Linked DNA regions of Sus scrofa: region 2 is linked to region 1. The links are chromatin contacts, called in public HiChIP or PLAC-seq maps. All regions are on one chromosome and are shown on one strand. The core of a region is the stretch at or near the end of the contact, and the rest is flanking DNA. Distances in the headings are between cores, read along the strand shown. Region 1 has its middle 45 kb from the start of C1GALT1. Region 2 overlaps COL28A1 (collagen alpha-1(XXVIII) chain).

Region 1 (4,811 bases), core at 309-2,808:
GTCTCAATTTCATCTGCCAAAAACGGGTCAGAAAGCTAATAATGAAAAGGTGAAAAATTTGGAGAGGCATAGACATTGTGAATATACTAATTTTGATTTTATATGTTAAGGTCACATGCCTGATGTGATTTCAGTTTGGTAGGAGAGTAGACTGCAATTATTCCTATTCACCAACTCACCCTTTCACCACCCCGGTCTTTATCTTCCAGTGGGGAGATGAATTGAGAGCAAAAGATAAAATTACTAGCTGGAATTTTGTGAATATCATACTCAATGACTTCTAGGATACAGTCTTACATGAAGAGATTTAAGAAAATAGAATTGGGGAAAAACAGAATTACATATTTAGTTGAAAATTAGAAAGATGACATTTTAGATTCACAGAGAGCAAGAATTATATCTCCCGAAGATGCCTGCAAAGAGTAGGTCATGCATAAGTGTTTGTTCAACTAAAAGGATCTCAAGCTGTGACTTCATTAGTTAAACATTATAGCTGAAACATATCTGTGTGCTGTGGTCACAATCCAGGGGGTTTAGGCTAGGTTTGGTATTGACGACTCCTCTAGCTTTAAATAAATTCATTCTGTTACGTCAGTTTTTCTTAAACGTCAGTGTGCCTTGGCTCTAGAAGCCAGACTGTTCCTTGTCAGATCATTTCTGTCATTCTTTCTCACATAAAAGAGGGTGTGTATTGATTGGTGTACTATGAGGGTGTTAGGAGATTTTATGTCTATTTTACCACACTCCAGCCTCCTGGGTGTGATTTTGACTTATATTAAAGCTAATAAAAGAAGTCAAATGTTTGCTGACTTAGAACAGGTTGGGTTGAACCTCAGGAAGAAGCACCTGTGGAGCGGTGAAAGAGGAAGTAACGATGACAGCTCCTAATGTAAACATGATACACCATGGGGTGGGGATGATTTCCAATCCTTAGATGTGAGAAAGACAGTAACTTTTAGAGAGGAAACCATTAACATCCTAGCACCCTATTATGCAAGGTAGAGTCTGGAAAAAAAGTGTCAGTTCAAAGTAAATGAATCTACTTTCTTTAACTTCGTTAAAAACAATAAAAATAATACTCTCACCGATGATAATAACTGGACTTTTGGTAAAGTCACTGCCTCACATTTTTATACCATCTGTTTCCCTTGCTTCACTTATTTGAATTTCAGTAATAAGAAGAAGTTTGGGTAATTCTACATCCAAGATTTTAGATGCAGAAAGGAAAATAAAAGAACCCTTTAAAGCACATCCTGATAAGCAGGTTTCAAATAATCCTATGCAGTGATCTAGTGTTATTAAAGAGCAAATTTAGAAAATATTCTGCAAGTTTAGGATTTGTAAAGACTACTGAATTACTGAGGCTAATTAAATTACCCTGCTTAATACACAGCAAAGATTCCATATTAAAGCACTAATTTACATTACTATGAGGTAATCAATTAGCCATAAATGAGGTCATTGGTGATCTTAAAGTTTACCAGCACCAAGCAGTTGTTACCGTCTTTCCACCTTCTAAGTCAGTATATTATAAAGGAGACTGGATCTTGGTGTGTTATGAAACTTCAGACTCAGGTTAAATTTCACCACTCAGTTCTGCTTCACTTGCTCTGAGTCACTTGACCTCTGCACACCAGTTTTCCATTTGGTAAAATTTTTTGAAGACTTACTAGCTTAAGAGAATATAAAGACAATAAAATCTGAAAAGAAGGTCAAACCTAGTAAATTTATGAGTCCTTCAGATGGAAAATAACACCAAGTATTATTTTACTTAAGGATCTCAGAACTAGTGAGGGATCACTAAGATAACACAGGTGATTTATTTCCCAACCCTTTTTTTCTGCTTCCACTTTTGAAATTTTAAAGAGGATGAAGACTGGTTTGAAACTGGCTAGTTTTAAAAGGAAGATGACATTATAAAGTAACATTCTGTTAAGTTTCAAGGCTGATTTGTATTCTATTTAAGTGGCCGTAGCTGAAACGGGATCCTAAGACGTGTTTGAAACACTTAATGCAGGAAGATGAAGTAGGAACAGGATTGAGCCTGGTGTAGTCTCACCTGGATTTGGCTGTTGCTGCTCCAATGTGTGATTTAAGAACATGGAGTTCCCTTGTGGCATAGTGGGTTAAGGATCTGGCACTGTCACTGCAATGGCGTGGGTCTCTGCTGGGGCAAGGGTTCAATCCAGGCCTGGGAACTTCCACATCATGGGCATGACCAAAAAACAAACCAAACCCCTCCAAAGCAAACTAAAAAGAACAAACAACACAGACTTCATGAAATACAGTGTCAGATTACTGGGTGATTTTCCTTTCAGGGCTACAAATCCAGACCACACTCCTCAGGGTAAAGGTGGGATTTTCTCTGAAGGTAGTGAATGTTTTCACTCTGTTTCCCGTGGAGGGGCCAGTTCTCCAGCAGGAAGTGAGCAGAGAGCTTTAGAATGGGGTGAAGGGAGAGCTTCCTCATTTTTCTTGGGGGTTGATGTCAATTTGGCTGAGACTCTTAAACATTCAGTGGTATCTGGGATGCTTCTAGTGAGGGTGGTTCAGCTACCTCTGGAAACAGGTGGCAAGGAAAACACAGCTTAGAAAAAGGCAAGAAGATCCCACCAGGGATCTGGGGAGCATATCTACATTCTTCTCTGGACCTTTTCTTCTGTTATTTTAGAACATTCTGGAATGTCTGGTCTGTGCTGTGGTAATAAGAGAGAAGACAAATCCCTTCCTCAGAGCCAACATGATGGTAGGAGGAAGTCACAGCACAAGATGATGGTGCCCAGAGAAGCAGGCGATGGCAACCAGAGGAGAATCCTCTGCTTCACTGCTTCAAATAAAGTAGAAAAATACTTGTGATTCTGTTCCTAAAAGCTACCTCTGCCACAATGAGTGCCATTCAAAATCTCATGCACCACTTTTGCCAGAGGAGATGACATCAATTTGGGGTTAAAAATAATGTTTTCAAGTATTTAAAAAATGCACTCACATTTTGGGGTGGTAGCATCTAAAAGGAAACATTTCCATAGGAAAGAGGAAATTCTAGGATTTTATTGACATGTATTCTCTACATGAGTCCTTTCTTTCTTTTTTTTTTTTTTTGTCTTTTGTTGTTGTTGTTGCTATTTCTTGGGCCGCTCCAGCGGCATATGGAGGTTCCCAGGCTAGGGGTTGAATCAGAGCTGTAGCCACCGGCCTACGCCAAAGCCACAGCAACGCGGGATCCGAGCCGCGTCTGCGACCTACACCACGTTAACCCATTGAGCAAGGGCAGGGACCGAACCCGCAACCTCATGGTTCCTAGTCGGATTTGTTAACCACTGCGCCACGACGGGAACTCCGAGTCCTTTCTATTAATTCTAAGAAATGTTCTCTTCCTTCTCCTTTCTGTGAATTCTAGGAAAGTTCCTTCAGCTGGTGAGAGGGAACTGAAATTCACAAAAAGTATGTGATTTAAAAAAGGTCTTTAAAACATATACGCTAATGGAAAATGGGGGCAATAACAAGTCTAAGGAGATAACAGAACTGCTGCCCTGGTGGCCTGGCAGTTAAGGACTCAGCATTGTTACCGCTGTGGCTTGGGTTCCAACCTAGGCCTGGGAACTTCTGCATGCTGGGGGCGCAGCCCAAAAAAAAGAGATATGGGATGAAAGAAGAAAAGTATAGGGAAATATTCAAAGAGCCAGAAGTTCAGAGGCAAGAAGGGAGGGGAAATTCATCCAGGCAAGTAGGTGTGTAAAAATTAATTTTTATATAATAAATCACTTTTATGTCTAATTAAGCATATATCTTTACCACATAGAATAAAATTATTTGTTACATAAATCTAATACACATGAAAAGCAAGTTTTAACATTTTAAAGAGAAAAAAAACTATTAAAGTAACCATACCTGGGAGTTCCCGTTGTGGTGCAACGGAAATGAATCCAACTTGTATCTGTGAGGATGTGGGTTCAATCACTGGCCTTGCTCAGTGGGTTAAAGATCCGATGTTGTTGTGAGCTGTGGTGTAGGTCACAGATGTGGCCTAGATCCCTTGTTGCTATGGCTGTGACACAGGTTGGCAGCTGTAGCTCCAATTCCACACTTAGCCTGCGAACTTCCATATGCCACAGGTTTGGCCATAAAAATAAAAATGAAATAACTGTACCTTTCTATTCCTATTGCTCACATGCATGTGCACACACACCCCACTGAACAGTACAGATGTAAGGCAGACAGACTTGTATAAAACTGAAGAAAAAGCTGAATCATTACTTCTTTCAAACTACTTCCTAGATTTTATTACCATTTTTCTACAATCTAACGACAGAAGTAATGTAAAGTGAAATTCAACATAAATGGTACCAGGGGAGTTCCCATTGTGGCTCAGTGGATAACGAATCCGACTAGGAACCATGAGGTTTTGGGTTCGATCCCTGGCCTTGCTCAGTGGGTTAAGGATCCGGCGTTGCCGTGAGTGGTGGTGTAGGTTGCAGACTCAGCTTGGACCCCGAGTTGCTGTGCCTCTGGCGTAGGAGCAGCAGGTTAAGGATATGGCATTGCCACAGCTGCAGTGTGTGTTGGATCCCTGGCCCAGGAACTTCCACATGATGTGAATGCGGCCAAAAAAGAAGGAAAAAATTTGAAGATGACAAAAATCAAAATGATTAGTTTTTTGCTTTTTAGGGCCACACCCAAGGCATATGGAAGTTCCCAGGCTAGGGGTCAAATTGGAGCTGTAGTTGCCACCCTGTGCCACAGCCACAGCAACACAGGATCTGAGCAGCGTCTGTGACCTACACCACGGCTGATGGCAATGCCGAATCCTTAAC
Region 2 (4,624 bases), core at 279-2,778, 150 kb before region 1:
CTTGGGAAATAACATGGAAGAGGTTTAAAAACAGGAGTGATGGGGCCAGGTGCATGTTTTAGTGCATTACAGTTGAGGTCAGTGCTTCTCATTCTCCTCACTATTCACATGCCTGGAACACTCCATCAGAAACTCTGTTTCCTTTTTAGGAAGTGGTGTGGGGATAGCAGGTGGGCTGTGTGGTTGGAAATATACTTCTCCCCTTGCATCCTGAGGGTACCCTGTAGCAGCTCCTTTTCCTGTCCACATTTGATAATCTGTGGTATAGATGCATGCAAGTGGAAGTAAAGACATGGATTAAGTAGTTATTGTAATAACTTAGTCCACAGGTGACGTATATCTGAACCAGGGAAAGTTTAGAAGGGATGAGCTTGTTGATTATGAACCATTATCCTTAGTGATGCACAGCCTTCTTCCACTAGTTTCCAGCTATCCTGCAAAGGCCATTGGTATATTGAATAACCTCTTTTGTGTGAAATATTTTCCAGCATTGCTCTGTCTCTTAGAAGGAGAGATGCCACAGTTGAGCATCACTTCTCAGAGAACTGTTCTTGCCTGCAAAATACAAAGCCACCCTAGTCACTACTCATGGCCTATTTTAATATTAGAATTTTCCCTTTGTGACACCTGAAATACAAATGATTTCTGAGCCAAATTATTTTTTGATAACAATGCAAAGTGCTCTGAGTTGTGATCTTATCTACTAAAAGTAAGAGGAATGAAAATATTAGTATCTGTGTTAGTTTCCTGTTTTCTATGGCTGCCCTAACAAATCACTACAAATTCAGTGATTTTTAATACAATACCAGTTTTTTCTTTTGCAACTGTGGAGCTCAGAAGGCTGAAATGAATCTTATGTGGCTGCAGTCCCACCGACCAGGAGTCCAGAGGCTTAGGGAGGGGGAGCGTATATCTTCCCTTGGTTTTTCCAGAGTCTAGAGCCAAGTTCTTCATGTTCTTTGGTTTATAGCCACTTCCTCTATCTTCAAAGCCAGTGGCTTACATTTTTTTTCTCTGCCTCTGTTTGACTGTTTCAGTCACAGGGCCTTCTCTTGGCAAAACCTCCTTCCTGCTTCTCTGTTATAAGGATTTTTGAGATTGCTTTTAGGACCCACCCTGATAACCCAAGATAATCTCCCCACTCAAGATCCTTAACTTCATCCAGCTGCCAAAGTATTCCCCACCCCCAGCATAAAATAACATTCACAGGTTCGAGACATAGGACCTGCATATCTTGGGGGAGCCCTTATTCAGCCTACCCCACTATGAAATCAGCACACAGCTGCTTCTGGGTCCATTCTTTTGTGTTAATGAAATGATAGATGGAAAATAGAAGAGTACATTTCCTGGAATCCTTTCATTCAGCAAACTTACACACGGGATTGAACATAGTGCTACGAGGCCCCAAAGAGGAGGCTCCACTTTCTGCTGCTGCGGTGGCAGCTGTGGCCACACAGATCAGCACCTCCCACTGTCGCTTGCGCCCTTGCGACAGGGCTGACTCAGCCTGTGCAGTCAGCAGAATGCTTCTTGCATGAGTCACTGTGGTCTTCTGACTTGTGGGCAAAGCCCTCACCTGCTTTGTTCAGCGGTCTCCAAAGACAGTGCCCCAGGAATTATTAATAAGGTCGGCCTGCTTATAAATACCTCCTTTGGTTGACCCACATGGAGATTGCCACTGGCACTTTTCCGTGCATCTCTATCTTGTTATCTCTTTTCCACATGGATCCCTAAATGCCTATCAAGAAATTTACCAGGATATCCATGCGCGTTTGTGAGGCTACATAAGACAGGGTTGAGGATGCACTGTCTCTAGGTAACTTCTACCAAAAAGATGGCTCGCCCCCACATCCACTATCTCCAGCTCAGAATGATATGCAGGGCCCTGGAACAGGCACCTGGCAGAGTAGAGAGATAAATAAGACGAAGTACTTGTATTGGGAGTTTAAGATAAGGGGGGCAAAAAGGATGTGAGCACCCAAACCTTCTCTGTGATGCTCTGCAGGAGAGGTGTGGGTAGATATGAGGGAGTTACCCCCCCTTTTTTTTTTTAGCTTTTTAGGGCCGCACCTGTGGCATATGGAGGTTCCCAGGCTAGGGGTCCAAATGAAGCTACAGCTGCCAGCCTACATCAGAGCCACAGCAACACCAGATCTGAGCTGCTTCTGCAACCTACACCACAGCTCATGGCAATGCCGGATCCTTAACCCACTAAGCGAGGCCAAGAATCGAACCCACAACCTCATGGGTCCTAGGCAGATTCGTTTCCACTGCTCCATGACAGGAACTCCAAGGGAGTTACTCTTGGCCAGGGATGCCAGCGGGGGGTGGCGGGGGGAGGGGTGGTGGTTGCTCAGGGAAGATGTCTTAGGTGTGTTTGGTGGGCTGGACTAGCCCACAGATGGGACAAGGGTATTCAGGGAGCACAGACAAGGTCAGAAGTATGTGTTGCAGCAAACGCATGGGAGGTCTCTAATGGTCTGGCCTGAGGATGGTTTCCTGACCCTCCCCAGGCAGCAGGATGTCTGCAGAGGTCTGGGCCCAGGATTCATTCCTGTAGCTTTTAGTCATTTTCTTTCCCTCAGCCACCATGGATCACCCCTGTCCTAGAGGTGACAGTGTTTGCTGCACTTCCTCCAGCAGTTTAAGATTTTTGTCCCATGGGGCTTCATGCCTTTCCCTGGGGACTGCTCCTCCTCCCTCCCCCAGGCCTGCAGCACTAGGGAAGCTTGGGCACTGGCCCTGTTCCCAGTCAGTCTCTCCAGCACTAGCGAGCCTGCAGGGGTGAATCCCTCTTGTGACTGAAGGGTTCTGTCTTCTCATACTAGCCCATATGAGGCCTTTAACAATTTAAGAATTTTAGCGGAACTTCCCCTTCCAGCTTGAATGACATCCGTGTCTCCAGCAGGTTTAAGTGTCCCTGTCCTAGTTCTCCTTGGAGGAGCCTGGGTTGCCCTGCAACCACAGCTCTAAGGTGGATTTAAGGAAAGTTATGACCTCCTAGATTAGTTAGCATTTTTTGTTAAAGTGTTAAGAATACAGGCAGTCTTTTCTAGTTTTCTACATCCTAAGAGGCAACCAGACATCCATTTTATATTTTTTGATCATCTGTGAACTTGATTATTTTTCCTTACTGAGAAAATATTTGGAAAGAAAAATTCTTGTTTTCTGACATCAGTAATACAAAAAAAAATCTATTAAAATACTGTTATTCCTAGAAATTATCCTTAGAAATCTCTCTTGCAGAGAATAACCAATCATCTGAATAATTCAAACAGTCACATCTTTAACAAGAAAGAGCAGAGTTCCCGTTGTGGCGCAGTGGTTAACGAATCCGACTAGGAACCATGAGGTTGCGGGTTCGATCCCTGCCCTTGCTCAGTGGGTCAAGGTTCCAGCGTTGCCGTGAGCTGTGGTGTAGGTTGAAGACGCGGCTCAGATCCTGCATTGCTGTGGCTCTGGCCTAGGCTGGCAGCTACAGCTCCGATTAGACCCCTAGCCTGGGAATCTCCATATGCCGCGGGAGCGGCCCAAGAAATGGCAAAAAGACAAAAAAAAAAAAAAGAAAGAAAGAGCTAAGCATGAGATATAGTGATTAAGAATCTGGGTGTGAAATTTGGACTTAATTGTACCTTCAGATAGACAGGTTCACTCTTGCAGTGGCTTCTGACCCACCCTGAAGTCATTGCCTATCATTTTCCTGAAACTTGTAAAGAAAAAAAATCTCAATGCATAGTATTCACCTTGGCTAAGCTAAGGCAGGGACTTGTTAAATGCTTTTAGCCAGACTTTCTCCTCTGAAAATTATAGGAAACCTTCAAATATTTTGATGGGAAATACGGTTTTTTAAAAATGCCTTTATTATAGGGAAACCCAGCTGCCTGGAATAGGTACAGTAATAACAGTTATTTATAAAATGTCTATATTATGAAGTAATATGAAATAAATTCCTGAACAAGGAACTGATTCTAACATGATAATTGGCTACTCTGAGGCTTTTCCCCCAGGGCATGACATTGAAGGCATAGTTGCTTTTAACTTTGCAAAGAAATTGTGTCATTTCTTAAATGTAGCTAGTCACAAATATTTATTGTACATCTTCTAGATTAGCTGCTATGGGAATCTGAAAGGTTGTAAAATAAATAATTTTTTTTTTTTTTTTTTTTTTTTTTTTTTGCCTTTTCTTGGGCTGCTCCCGCAGCATATGGAGGTTCCCAGGCTAGGGGTCAAATCGGAGCCATAGCCGCCTGGCCCACACCAGAGCCACAGCAACTCGGGATCGGAGCTGCATCTGCTACCTACACCACAGCTCATGGCAATGCCAGATCCTTAACCCACCGAGCAAGGCCAGGGATCAACCCCACAACCTCATGGTTCCTAGTCGGATTTGTTAACCACTGAGCCATGACGGGAACTCCTAGATAATTATTCTTAGTAATTGTCAGAAAGGTATCAAGTTCTTTCTGGATCCACTTTTTGTAAATTGATGATAATCAATCCATCGTCACAACCCTAGTCCCAGCTCCTTTTGTTTTTCATACTATTCTGTCCTTTGTGGCTGGACCAGAGCCAGCTGCAGATTTCCTTTGAAAGTTCTCTTGTGAACCTTTAATCTCTCTTACCT

Evidence for each region. HiChIP or PLAC-seq counts read pairs in DNA pulled down with a chosen protein or histone mark.
Region 2: a contact with region 1 is called in an H3K27ac HiChIP or PLAC-seq map of alveolar macrophages. The contact joins two enhancer-like sites. A contact is called at or near these places in 2 of 47 Hi-C or Micro-C datasets (both in liver) and 1 of 2 datasets of contacts at active chromatin or transcription factors (alveolar macrophages).

Annotation. Positions count from the first base shown.
Region 1 is chr9:77,551,663-77,556,473 of Sscrofa11.1, reverse strand. No RefSeq gene overlaps it. Among named protein-coding and RNA genes, the nearest start is that of C1GALT1, 45 kb to the right of the region's middle. Within about 2 kb of position 1,558, at least 10 of the 83 cell types and tissues checked have an H3K27ac peak or open chromatin away from gene starts, as enhancers often do. A contact at or near this core is called in alveolar macrophages and liver, where this site is marked.
Region 2 is chr9:77,702,400-77,707,023 of Sscrofa11.1, reverse strand. All of the region lies in intron 27 of COL28A1 (collagen alpha-1(XXVIII) chain), which reads left to right. All of the region lies in intron 2 of LOC110255476 (a long non-coding RNA gene), which reads right to left. Among named protein-coding and RNA genes, the nearest start is that of COL28A1, 140 kb to the left of the region's middle. Within about 2 kb of position 1,528, at least 42 of the 83 cell types and tissues checked have an H3K27ac peak or open chromatin away from gene starts, as enhancers often do. A contact at or near this core is called in alveolar macrophages and liver, where this site is marked.